Linked DNA regions of Mus musculus: region 1 is linked to region 2. Evidence: chromatin contacts called from public ChIA-PET data. All regions are on one chromosome and are shown on one strand. Each heading gives the region's core, a stretch centred on a gene start, on an enhancer-like site or on the middle of the called end of the contact. The rest is flanking DNA. Distances are from core to core; before and after follow the strand shown.

Region 1 (6,528 bases), core at 2,075-4,574, 94 kb after region 2:
AGGAAAAGAAGGGTTCCCCCCAGCAACTGCTAAGGAAACTCAGAGGCTCTCACACATTCAACTGAGTTCATCAGCTTATGGCCACCCCTAAAGGCTTGGGCCCTCCTTAGAGAGTGTGTATGGTGGTCTTTTCTGATTAACTTTTCTCCCTCCAGCCTAACAGTGGGATTCATTTCGACTGACCTCAATAGGATGGGAACCCATCATGGGGTTAGCAAAGATGTACAGTACAGGACACATTTGCAACTAGGCTAGAGTCCCTTGGAGACAGCTCTGTTGAGTGGTTCAGAAATGGAGGAATGTAAAAAGAATCTCTGTTGTGACTTGTGTGGTGTTGAAATGCGGAATGCAGCTCATCTTGGGCAGAATGGGATTCTAGTGCTACGCTCCACCATGGGCAGGTAGCAGCTCCCATTCCCATACAGATGGCTTTTCCCTGTGATTCCGTGTCTATGGGTTTCTTTCTTAGCACATGTGTGCCTCCTGCTTGGCCCCAGAGCATCCACTTAGAGTGACCTTCTGTTTCCTTCCGTGGCTAAGTCAATGCTGTAAGATGCACGTGATAGAGCTGGGACCTAAAGGGTGCCGATTCAAACCCTTGCTATTGTAGGTCATTTTAAATCCAAGACCTCTTTATTCCTGGAAACTGGAAGGACAGGGGATGGATTCAATGAGAGGACACCAGCCTCGTTTAAAATCGGTGGCTGTCTTCGGCCCTAGCGTGCTACCAAGTGACCTGTCACTGTCAAAGGAGCCATGGGAAGAATCTCTGGCATGTCGTTAACCTCGTTCCAACATGTAATTAGCCCAAAAGGCCTCCCCACTGCTTCCATTCAGCATTACATCATAAAGAATTAGATACTTTACTGTTCAGAGGACACCAAGGAGACTTGAAAGAGTTAATTATGGCTCACCAGAGTCTGTCCCCAAGATCCCAAGACCCAGACATTAAACTGTTTATTTTCAAATGTCAATCTTCAAATCAACGTGTGAGGCAGCTTCCTCCGAGGAATAACTGAGCCTGTCACTGGCTAAGGAGGTGGGCTGGAGGAAGTAACTTGATTGCGCCACCTTTTGGTGGGGGCTGTGATCTTTTCTGGGGTCTTAACTGCACAGCTCTGGAAATAATAGGAAGGCTGGAAATCTACTTGCCCTCTTGGTTCTGTGGAGTGAATCCACCTAGAGTCATTTATAATCTCTGAGCTAGAGAGAGCCAGCAGTGAGGCCAGAGTTCAAAGGGAGTTCAGCTCTAATCTGGATGTGACCATCTGAACCAATCTAACCATGCAGGCTCTGAGGACATTATTATCACTCAAGTGTAATTACAGATAAAATAGTTTTATTAATCAGCTTCCTAAGGGGACTGCGTTTATCTGATGGCTGCTGTGAGTAATGTGGGTGTTTCGAGAGGGAGGAGTCTATGCCGGAATGGTTGCATATGTGTGGAGGATGCGAGGTATTGGGAGCGACAGATACAGGAGAGAGTGTGGCTGGAAATCTATCTAGGTGCTTGTGGGTCTAGGTGAGAGGAATCAGAGTGTGAGGCAACACTAAGGTATGTGTGTGCTCAGGCCAGTGCAGCTGCTCGTGAGCTCGTGCCTGCTTTCTCATTACACTTTGCTATTGGTCATGATACTTTTTCCCTCCCCCTACCCCACCCCCCAAAAATAGATGTCCATATTAGTATGTAGCTGGAGTTACAGGGCTCCCAATTTGAAAATTACACCTACAGGTGACCTCTTTGGCCACAAACTGTCAGTTTTTCAGATCTTATCTCCAGACCTTTCTTGGCTTATTAAGTATCAATCATCTTAAGCCTGTTTGCCAGTTGTGAAGGATCCCAGAAGGGCAGAGCTCCTCCTGAGCACCTCCTGACCAGGGATTGACCGGACCTAAAGTCAACCCCACTCTGTTCTGAGATGTGAACTTTGTGGGCACAGTTCCTAAAGATATCTCAATAAGCCTACCAGCCTGCCTCTAACTTGGTTAAGCCTCAGTAGTACTAAATGGGATGGGTAACACTCCAAGACTAGGTTCTGCCAACAGCGAGGCCAAGGGCTAAGCAACTGCCCAGAGATTCTGGCATATAAACAGAGCAAGCCCAGTCACCTTTGACCTTCCTTCCCTGTCCATTCAAAACACTGGGCACCTGGACCAGCTTTCTCAACACATGACCTATAGCTCCTGGCCAATTATACAACTCAACACTCAATTTGGCTAGAATGCTTGACTTTAATTAGCCCCCCACCCAACTCAGAGGTCCTTGTGCAAAATCTGCCCTCTGGCTTGCACATTGCCCAAAGTGCAGCTGCAACCTGGAGTGGACACAGCCGGAGAACCAGAAAAGCCAAATGACTATTTCCTGTAGAGACAGGTGGCTTCCATCTCCCATGGGCAGGTGTAGAAAGGTGAGCTTGCAGAAGTCCCACCCATGGGACTGTCAGAAAGATGTAAGTAGCGACAGCTGGGATTGGTGTGGCCAAATGGCAAATCTTTTAGATACTCTATAGTGATCTATGGTGATTAATGGACTTTCTGTTTTCCCAAAAGGGCACACTGGCAACCAGAAGGGGGAAAAGAAGGGTAGGTGGAGAAACAAATATTTTATAAAATTCCTGCTCTAGCTAAGTTAAATAAGGACCACTGACCAAATGTGATCACCTTCTCTTAACCACGACCACATGGGCAGGAGAATGTCTACCCACGTTGAAAATGTATATATCTGTGCTGTTCCAACTGATCTAGTGGACAGCCAAAACTGTATTTATCATGGTGATTAGTAAGTCTGATGCTATAGAGGCTGATTAATATCCTTATTACAATAATAGTCTATTGACCATTTAGTATGTGTCAGGTGCTGGGCTCAGTGCTTCCTATACTACAATAGTTCATTCTATTATAATTCTTAGATTTATCTATATGAGTCTTTTTTGCATGCATGTATGTAAGTGTACCACATGTGTGCCTTGTGCCATGGAGGTCAGAAGAAGACATCAGAACCTCTGGATCTGGAGTTAACAGACAGTTGTGAGCCATTATGTGGGTGCTGGGACCTGTACCCTCTGCAAGAGCAGCCAGTGCTTTTAATTGCTAAGCCATCTCTCCAGCCCCCATTTCCTTCAGTTGTCTTCAAACCCCCATGAAATGATAATTTCTTTGCAGATGAGGAAACTGAAGTTCAAAGAGATCCAAAAATTCAGTTGCCAAGTTGGTAACATTGACATCTGAACTCTTAGCCTCAAAGCCTCAAAGGTCTTTCTATTCCTAGATTTTCCTCAAGTGCCTCTCCATCTGGCTTCTACTCTTAGCAAGGCCACGCCTGCCTGTCTATCAGCCACACCTCCAGAGAATGATCAGGCCAGCCCCTATCTCACTGGTTCCCACAAGCCAGAGGGATAGCTGTCATTCAAAATGGAGACAAAGCCTACCCATTTGCTTTAGCTTCCTTGAGAAGGATTAAAACATGGTTCATAGAGAGGGATGCAAGTGACAGCGACATGTGGGATTCTGTGGGCTTTACTTGGACTCTAGTTTCTCAGAGATAATATCCAAAGGTGTGGACCCTGGACCTCTTACCTGGGGCCAGTCACACCCCATACAAGATCTCCCTATGTTTATGAGTTTAAAATACAAATGTGTCCATGTTGAGGGGAACTTGCCTGGTGGGACCAGTCGGCCTTTCAAAGGTAAGGGCCCTCCAGGTTTATCAGTAGCAGGAACCCTCAGACTCCACTTAGGACATAATGGCAAACTCTGTGATAAGAAGATGCCAGAAAACTTCAGGATAGCTTTATAAAGCAACATAATGACGCCTGCTTCCTTGCACAAGTCGGTGCTCCCACTCTACCCCTAAACAGAACCAACCTTTAGGAAATTTCAGGGAACAATCCATATCTTTGAACTTTAGTTATTTATTCATTTATTAGAAACAGGGCCTCACTATGTAGCCCAGGCTGGCCTCAGCCTCCTGAGTGCTGGTTTGGCTTGTGACATCATGACAAGACCTTTGAACATTTTAATGGCAAATACATACAATAGTGGGAAAAAATAAGAGGTTGGTGAAAAAATATTATTTCAAAATTGGTAAAAGAAACAATTAAATTTAAAAAAAAAATGTCCATAATGAGCACCAGTTGATGCGCAAAAAACCCTTGGGAGTAAGACCAGAAGCCAGCATTGTGGGACACTGTGACCCACTGTCAGCTTGCGGCCTCGCACGTGTTTTCCCCTAAAGACTGATGAAATCTGAGGTTTTTCAGTACTGAAGTCTTCTCGAACTGGCAAGATCTACCTTTTTGTTCACAGAGATGCTGGATTGAAAAACTCACCCAGTACTTCCTGTGCCAGCCCTCTGTGACTCGGAAGTAGTAGAGTTAGCCACACCCTTTCTCTCACCTTGTTACTTCCAACTTGGGCTGGTGTAAACAAGATCCCCTGTTAATCCCCAGACTGAGCACAGGGTCAGTGGTCAGTGGCCTGGGCTCTGGGCTAAGGGATCTTGTGGAGGAAATTCAGGCTCAGCTGCTTAGCCGATGACTTTACACAAATCGTAGAAGCTCAGTGAACCTCAGATTCCTCCTCCATAAAATATGTATAATAACAATCCCCACTCCTACGATGGTTAAGCCCGAGGCATAATAACAATCCATTTTTAGCAGGTCATCACAGCTCTTCATTGTCCAGTCGGAATATCAAATCCCACTGAGCCTCCGCACCCTTCTCTCACATCCGACAACCCCCAGGTCAAAATTATCTGTGGGATGATGCAGCGCCCTCAACTGTCCCCCAAAGCGTTTATCGACTCATTTTTCACTGAAGCCTTAACTAGGCTCATTTTTATACTCACTTTTTATGAATAACGTATGCTCATTTATTATATTCTTCTAAGTTTTAAAATTATATAACTACCAAATTCAGACACTGATGATTCTGAAATCCAGATAGGCTGCATCTTTAACTTAGTGGCCAACTCCACAGTGATTATTTAAATTGATAGGCATGATAAAACACTTACTCAGTAACATCTCTCTTCAGTTTGTTTTTTTTTTTTCTTTTTAATTAGCATGCAAGATTTAGCAGATTTCCTCTTGGTCTTTTCATTCTTACTCATATTCGGTTGTTCCAGCCCGGGCTCTGTTCCTGTCCGCATTTCCCTGGTTCCCGTCCCCACCCTACCCCCAGGCTCTCCCACTTCCAGCGTGCACTGTCCACTTTTCTATCAATTACCGCTCCCACCTCATTCCTTAAAGCCTCTTTCCCCCCCTTCTCATGGACCCCTTTCTGTTTCCTGTCTATACTGACTCATGTGTATGTATGCACATATAAAAACTCAAAACTAAGGGGCTGACGAGATGGCTTAGCAATTAACACTGGATACTTTTCTAAAGGACCCAGGGTCAATACCCAGCACCCACACTGGGGCTCAACCATCTGTAACTCCAGGTCCAGGAATTCCAACACTCCTTCTAACCTCTGAGGGCACAAGGAAGGCATACACGTGACACATGGACATACATGCAGATGAAATAATCCATGTACATAAAATTAATAAGTAAATTAAAATCTTTTCATTAAAAGCTAAGATCCACATATGAGAAGAAATATACACACACTATTTGTCTTTCTGACCCTGGGTTACCTCAATATAATATTTTCCACTTTCATGCAAATTTTGTAATTCAGATTTTCTTTACAGCTAAATAAAATTCCATCTATATAACTTTTCATTATCTAATCATTGGTTGGTGGACAGCTAGTCTGATACCATTTTCTTCTCAGTAGCATCTTACCAAAATTTAGCTATTTGATAAAGATAGATCTACACAGATCCAATTACTAATTTCTCCCACTAGACCCTTCCTCTTCTCTTGACCACAGACACACCTCTGCATGATGACTGCAGGAGTAGAGAGTAAAATATAGAATCTAGAAGCCACTCTGATCACACACATCACCAGATTGCATGTGTGGTCCTTACCCCTTGACCAGGGAAGGAACAGGCTCAAAGTTCTTGCAGGGAGACCAGTGTCTCTTGCAGGGAGACAATGTAGGAGTCCCTGTGGGAAGATGAATCTTTAATGAATGTGATTATCTGTTGGTAACCTTTGTTAGGATGCTTTCCAGATCAACTGAGCTCATTGGCCATGCATGGAGAGAGAGGCCCACACACTAGCAGGGCCACCAATACCAGTACCCATAGTAACTATACCCAATGGCAACAACATGGACTGACCACAGGCTCACCTCTAACAACACTCTCAAAAAGCAAACCTTGTGCCTGCCGGGATACTGTTTAAAAAGAACTGGGGAAGACTGTCTTCAAGACTGCTTCCTTGGAGAACGGCTCAGTTCTGTGCCTTTGCACAGTCATTAATGACTTCAGACTTAACAGCCTGATCCTGAGAGAGAAATCTGCAATGGATGGGCTTCTAATACCTCTACTGACAGAGAGAGAAAGACAGTCTTGCAGGGTGGTGGCTATTTCACAAACATTGATGTAATTAAGCCCTTGTAAAGAGGAGGTCAGTG
Region 2 (6,430 bases), core at 1,814-4,313:
CCGTTCCCATGGAACTCAGGACCACCGTCTTCAGCATGTGGATGCCTTCTTGTTCATCTTCCGGGAAACCCAGGGCTCAGATCTTGCTGGGTTTTTCTGGAAACATCACTGAGCTCAGCATGACTGACTAAATCACTGATCATTGTTGATTAGCTCAATTTCCAGACCCTGTCTCATCCTCACAGGTGCAGATCAGGACTGAACTACAACTCTCTAACCACGGGGCTAGTTGTTTTTTTCTTTTCTTTTTTTAAGATTTATTTATTTATTATATGTAAGTACACTGTAGCTCGGACACTCCAGAAGAGGGAGTCTGATCTCGTTACGGATGGTTGTGAGCCACCATGTGGTTGCTGGGATTTGAACTCCAGACCTTCGGAAGAGCAGTTGGGTGCTCTTACCCACTGAGCCATCTCAGCAGCCCTGTTTTTTTTTTTTTTCCTTATATACTGCCCTTAAATGTTTACTTGTTTCTTTGCTTGTTTGCTTGCTTGCTTGCTTGCTTGTATAGAGGGCTGTGTGTCCATGCCTCTGTATATGTGTGTAGGTCAGAGGATAACTTGCAGGAGTCAGTTCTCTCCTTCCATCAGTTGGGTCCCAGGGATCCAACTCAAAACACCAGGCATAGCAGCAATCACATTTATTCACTGAGCCATCTCGACAGCCCCCGTGTTTTTCCATTGTTAGTGCTGTACTCTAAAGGAACCTAGTAGTGGCCATCCATTAGTCAACTCATCATCATAAATATCATTTCAGACTTATCACTTTGGAGATTCTGAGACATATAAGCGTTGGAAGCCAGCAAACTGGTTGAAACCTAAATCTACATCTCAAAATATCACACTCCCACAAACGGGCATGCTACTCTCCCCTAAACTATTGTAGTATACTCTGCATATGCCCAGAATATGTTCATTAATCTTTGTTACTCATTCTTCTAGCTATTCATCCTTTAGATCACAGCCCAAACACAGCTTCCTCTGGGCACCTTTCCTGATTAACTATCTTATCACAAATCAGTACACACACACACACACACACACACACACACACACACAGACACAGGCTTCTTGCATTCTCTCTCCTTGACTTTTCCTCTCTTAAGCTCTTAGAGCCTTTCATTACAATGTCTTATTTGTGACTCTCTTGGGATGGACCAGCAGAGTGGCTGGTGCATCCTAAGAATCTGTAAACATGTACTTAATGAATGAGGCATGATCTGGATGCCACCTCCTCTGTAGATGACACATATCAGACAATGACAGCCTCACCAGCTTGTTGCATGTCACACATAAATCCTGCTACCTTCATTTTCATTGCTAGCACTTCACTGTCATATCCTAGAAAATCGTAAGCCTTGAATAACAGGCGCATCATGAAAGGCGGTGACCACTGGGAGGTGAACTGGGTGATATTTTTGGCTAATTCTAACCATAACTCCTTAAGGGTAGAAACAGAACACCCTCGGGTTTACAAGGTCATAATAGAACCAAAGGGCTAAGAGGAAGATCAGAAGGTCATTGAATCCATGCCTCTCCCTCCAGGCAAAACTGGCCCAGTCACAGACAAGTGGGAGTTTCCCTGCATTATTAGTAAGAACAATATTATTAGTAATATTAGTAGCGGTATAATAATGGTTCTACTAAAAATAAACACAGGGAAGATGGCATCAGCCTCATAGGTCACCCTTTCCAACACTCAGTAGGATGCAGGAGCTCATCTCAATAGTATCAGTGAGCTTGTTCAGTGAGAGCTTTCCTCTTGAACAATAGGTTCTCTATTAGAAGGCAAAGACAATGAGGACAGCCAGGCTTTGAAGGAGCTCACACACAGCAGCTGGGGGCCACACATTAGTGAGTTACAATCAGACATCTCTGCCATTTATAAACAACTCAACTTTTCCCTGTGCAGAAGGCTTTCTGCTTTCTAAATATTTACCCACTCACAATATCATTTGATCCCCACATCAACAGTCATACGTTCATTGAAGAACTGGAAGAAGCCAAGACTGATACAGGACTGATCAGTGTCCCAGCATTCTCAGACCTGAGTGGTTGAGCTATGATAAAGCAAACATGGTGTCTGGTGGCCAATTGAATACTCTTCCTGACTTATATTCAGTTTTTTCAGTGTGGAAAGAAGATAAGGGATGGAAAAATTGGGCCATGCACCGGTGAACAATGTCTTCACTAGATATGGAAGACGTAATACATTCCAAGCACTGACCCAGGGTCTGGGACAATAGCAAGTGAATGAACAGATCGTCAAGAGGGAAACCACAGCAGCCCTGCCCTCATGAAGTTGGCGTTCTAATGCTGTAGTATTTAATGGTCACCTGAAATGGCATGGCTTTAGATTACCTAGGGACCTGGATTTACCCAGTTAATCACAGAGAAAAGTGCACCTCCTCTGATCTCTTTCATTCTTTACCCACTTCAAAGGAAGTCTCTCCATTTGTGGACAGACATCTCACATTCATAGAAAGAACTGGAGTTCCAATATGAGAATTTCATTCCCATGCTGGATTTTAGCATAGGTATTTATGTACACACACACACAAAGTGTGTGTGTGTGTGTGTGTGTGTGTGTGTGTGTGTGTGTGTATACAGCTACTGCTGTTTGTTTTCTATTACTGGTAGTGATATGATTGCTTTATAAATGCATGAATATTCCTTTTCACTGAAATACAGTAAATGGTACATATTTGTGGGGTGTGGGGTAGTGCTTGATACCTGTATACAGTGAGTAACGATCAAATCAGAGGAGTGAGCTTCTCCATCTCCTTTAACACTTGCCGATTCTTAGCTTGGTGGCTTTTATTAACTCTTCAAACTCTTTATGCAATGTAAAATAGAGTGTCATGAACTGTAGTCGCCATGCTATGCTGGAGAACACCAGAACTCTTTCTTTAGTGAGTGACTCATTTTAAAGGAAGATCTAAGAGGCTAATCAAGTAGGTGGTAAATGTACCAAATAAACAAAAGGAGGTTTGGGGAACTTGAACGGGGCGTTACTGTCATACTGGGAGTTGCCAAGAACAATTCTACATCTATGTCTGAAGACTTAGATATACTAAAGTCACCTTATCTTGGGCTTTTAAGAACCTGGGGCCTGGGGAGATAGCTCAGTGGGTAATATGCTTAGCCATGTAAGCATGAAAACTTGACTTCAGATCCCCAGGACCCACACAAATATCAGGGCATGTCTGTTTGTGCTCTCAGTGTGATCTCAGTGCTAGCGAGGCAGAGATAGACAGATCCTTGGAGCTTGCTGGTCTACTCTAGCTAATTGATAACTTCTGGGTTCGATAAGAGACCTGTCTCGAAAAATAAGGTGGGGAAAAATAGGAGAAGAAACATAACATCATTTCTGCACATGTAGGCATGTATCTACATACATGATAACATGGACACAAACACATACATCATTTCTGGCCTCTATACATGAAGGCATGTATCTACATACTTGGAAATATGTTTAGAAACACACACATTACTTAAGAGCCAGAATGAGACAGTCCATAGGCTTAATGGTTAATGTTTTAATTGTCAATAATCTTCAGCACTCTACCCATCCCCCAATCACCACCGAGCTCAATTCTCCAGAAGAGAAGCTCTGGAGCTAAGCCTTGAAGCCTGACCTCAGACTACAAACTCACATCCTTATCTCAATCACAAGGGGCAAAGGTTACCTGCAAGAAGCTCCCTCAAATTTAATGACCCTGCTTTCCCAGAAGCCAGCAACCTGTTCTTCATAAAAAACCAAAGAGGCCATTCCATGGAGCCCAGTTGCTCACAGGGTGACAGCCCATAAAGGTTCTAAAACACCTGAGAACCTCACCAAAATGCCTTGCTGCCACAGACCACCAGAAAAAGCCACCTTAAGGTAGGGTCTGGAAAGCTGCATTCTGTCCTTCTTTGGGGGACATGATGTTTTGCTTACTGGAATGAAGAAGCCAATGATCTTAGTTGGAGACACCATATCAATAGGCTTACTGTGTGAACCAAGTTACAAGCCACAGCTGTAAGGTCTAGTGGCTGTCTACATGCACTCTGGAACTGAATGAATCTGGGTACAGACCCTTGCTCACCATCAGAAGGAAATGGTTGAGTGACTTCAGGCAAGTCACTTCCCTACTCTGTGGATCAGTTGCCCCAGCTATAAAATGGGATAATAATAGTATAATGTGTACATCATCAGGAATTTTGAGGGATTCCATAGTAGAATGTATCAAACGTGTAGTACCTATAGTATGGTGACTGACTTGGCATAAGCAAAGGAAACAATGTCTGTGACTAAGGTGGGATTGGGTACACTTTGGTAACTAAGGATGACTCAAGGAAGTTTACAGACAAGAGGTAAGAGGCGAGAGAGTAGGGGGAGGGTGAGAACACGATCCAGGATCTCTAGATTGTATTTACCTTCTTCCCTTCAACATTCGAGGTTCCCACACTAGAGAGGTGAGCTTGGATCATGTCTCACTCCCCACGCTCTGACATCTAGCTGCCCTGGAGATTCTGCCAATTTTCTGAGTTACCCATGGTGTGTAGCAACTGCTCACCAAATAAAATAAGCTAGGGAGATCTGGAAGTTTTATAGAGACAGTCTAGGCCATCATGATAAAGGGGTGTCGGAAGACCCTACATTTCTCTGACATAGAAGATACTGTGGTCTTGCCATTCTAGCACATCCTTTTCTTCATCTGAGGGCAGGGGCTGTCTCCTGGTGGAGGACAACTGGGTAGATCACTAATTTTTGGTTTCCTTTTCCAGCTGATCCTTGCTGAGATCCTACTGGATGCCTGTCCTGTGTTTATGAAATACACTGTGTGCTGGGTACATGCTGGCTCACCCAGTTGGTTCCACAGATGAGAAACCAGAATTAAGGAATAACTGGTGGCTCAGCCACTGAGTAGCATGGCCAGGGTTCAAATCCAAATGTCCTGATTCTTACCACCTGGCCCCAACTTCCATATTCCCTTGTAAAACACAGAGTCAAAAGTTCCCATAAAGAGGTCCATCCCTTGACCTACACCTGTTGTCTGACCCAATGTCTATGGCTGGTCACTGTTTAACTAGTTGGTAGAATACAATAGTTTAGAAATACAGTTGGGCTGTGTAAGAAGAGTGGCGCTTCTCAAATTGCAAAGTGTACACCCGTCATCTGGAAATCTTGTGAAAAGATGCACATTGAAGGAAGTTGGGAGCTGGAGCCTGGGATGCTGCTTTAGACCAAACTTTTATGTTATACACATGATGCTGGTCCTAGAGCACTGCCTGAGCAGTGCAAAGCTCTCTTGGGAGTCAGTGTGTATGAAGTCAATAACCAACACTTGTGCTTTCCTGCCACGTCAGCTAGAGCCCATTCCTTAAACCTGCTACTCAAGGTTACTGGCTGGTTTGAATAAGTTCCCACACATTAAGTACTTTTTCCAGTCTCATTTGCCACATAGTGGGCACTCAAAAACACTTCTACCTTCTAACAAACCATAAGACCAAAATGGCTTTGATCATGGTCAGCATAGCACAAGGCGCTTTGCGGCAGCTGCTGGGAAGGAGGAGAGGAGGGCACTTTCAGGCTGTGCCAGCTTCCTTTGCCTCCCACCATGGGAGCTTCCAGCTGGCAATCATTGAGTACTTTTTCTTCCACTTGTAAAAGTTTTGGGGGTGGGGGTGGGGGTTATCTACAATATTCTGAAAAGGCAGGCAGTAACTTAAAAATTGAAGCATCTGTACTGGGTCCAGCTGATAGCATCAGCAAGGAGGTGGGGGACACTTATCAGTGAGTTCCCAGAGACATAAATTAAAAGCCCCTTGAGGGTATGAGATTGGTAAGATGTTGTGGGAAACCCTGGCAGGGGCATGAGCTGTGCTGCGATCCAGATATTACAGGTTGGCTCCTCCTCTGTGGCTGAGGGAACTTGTCTCTATACTCTCAGCGCCCTCTCAGTTTTCCTTGTCACTCAGCATCTTCCTTCCAGTGGCTCTCATTCATAGCAAGGCATGAACAGCTGTCAGCACCTGGATGGAAGTCTGGGATTTTGATTTCCCCAGAATTCAAGCCTCCGACTGAAAGCAAACCACTCCCGTGAGAGCATTTGGACACTGGCCATGGGAAAGAGACAGTTGAAAGAGCCCGTTCTGTTGTTTTGAGGTCAGGGGGGAACTTAGATGGGATTCCAACTCCGGGAGTCAGCAGCAACGTGACCTGAAACAGGACAGCAAACTCTCCACTTGTAAAGAGGGCTTATTCTCTTGAACACAAGTTAGTATATAAAGTTGGGGGATAATAGATAGGAAGCTCTTGGGCTTGCCTAACACCGCCAAACCCTCCATCAATGACCAGGATTATGAGCTGTGCAGCCCCTTCTCCTGACCTCCTAGGAGGGGCTGGCCACTCCCTTTGACCTCAGCCTGTCTGTCGTCTTACC

The links. ChIA-PET counts read pairs in DNA pulled down with a chosen protein or histone mark.
Region 1: an SMC1A ChIA-PET map of the G1E-ER4 cell line shows a contact between it and region 2, with 16 read pairs. The contact joins two enhancer-like sites. A contact is called at or near these places in 2 of 39 promoter capture datasets (pre-B cells and stem cell-derived epiblast-like cells), 1 of 15 datasets of contacts at CTCF or cohesin (the G1E-ER4 cell line), 2 of 115 datasets of contacts at active chromatin or transcription factors (embryonic stem cells and intestinal crypt epithelium) and 1 of 9 other capture datasets (adipose tissue).

The regions. Positions count from the first base shown.
Region 1 is chr2:103,412,232-103,418,759 of GRCm38.p6, forward strand. It overlaps a transcript of Elf5 not described here. Among named protein-coding and RNA genes, the nearest start is that of Elf5, 8.6 kb to the right of the region's middle. Within about 2 kb of position 3,325, at least 2 of the 459 cell types and tissues checked have an H3K27ac peak or open chromatin away from gene starts, as enhancers often do. A contact at or near this core is called in the G1E-ER4 cell line, where this site is marked.
Region 2 is chr2:103,318,723-103,325,152 of GRCm38.p6, forward strand. No RefSeq gene overlaps it. Among named protein-coding and RNA genes, the nearest start is that of Ehf, 19 kb to the left of the region's middle. Within about 2 kb of position 3,064, at least 13 of the 459 cell types and tissues checked have an H3K27ac peak or open chromatin away from gene starts, as enhancers often do. A contact at or near this core is called in the G1E-ER4 cell line, where this site is marked.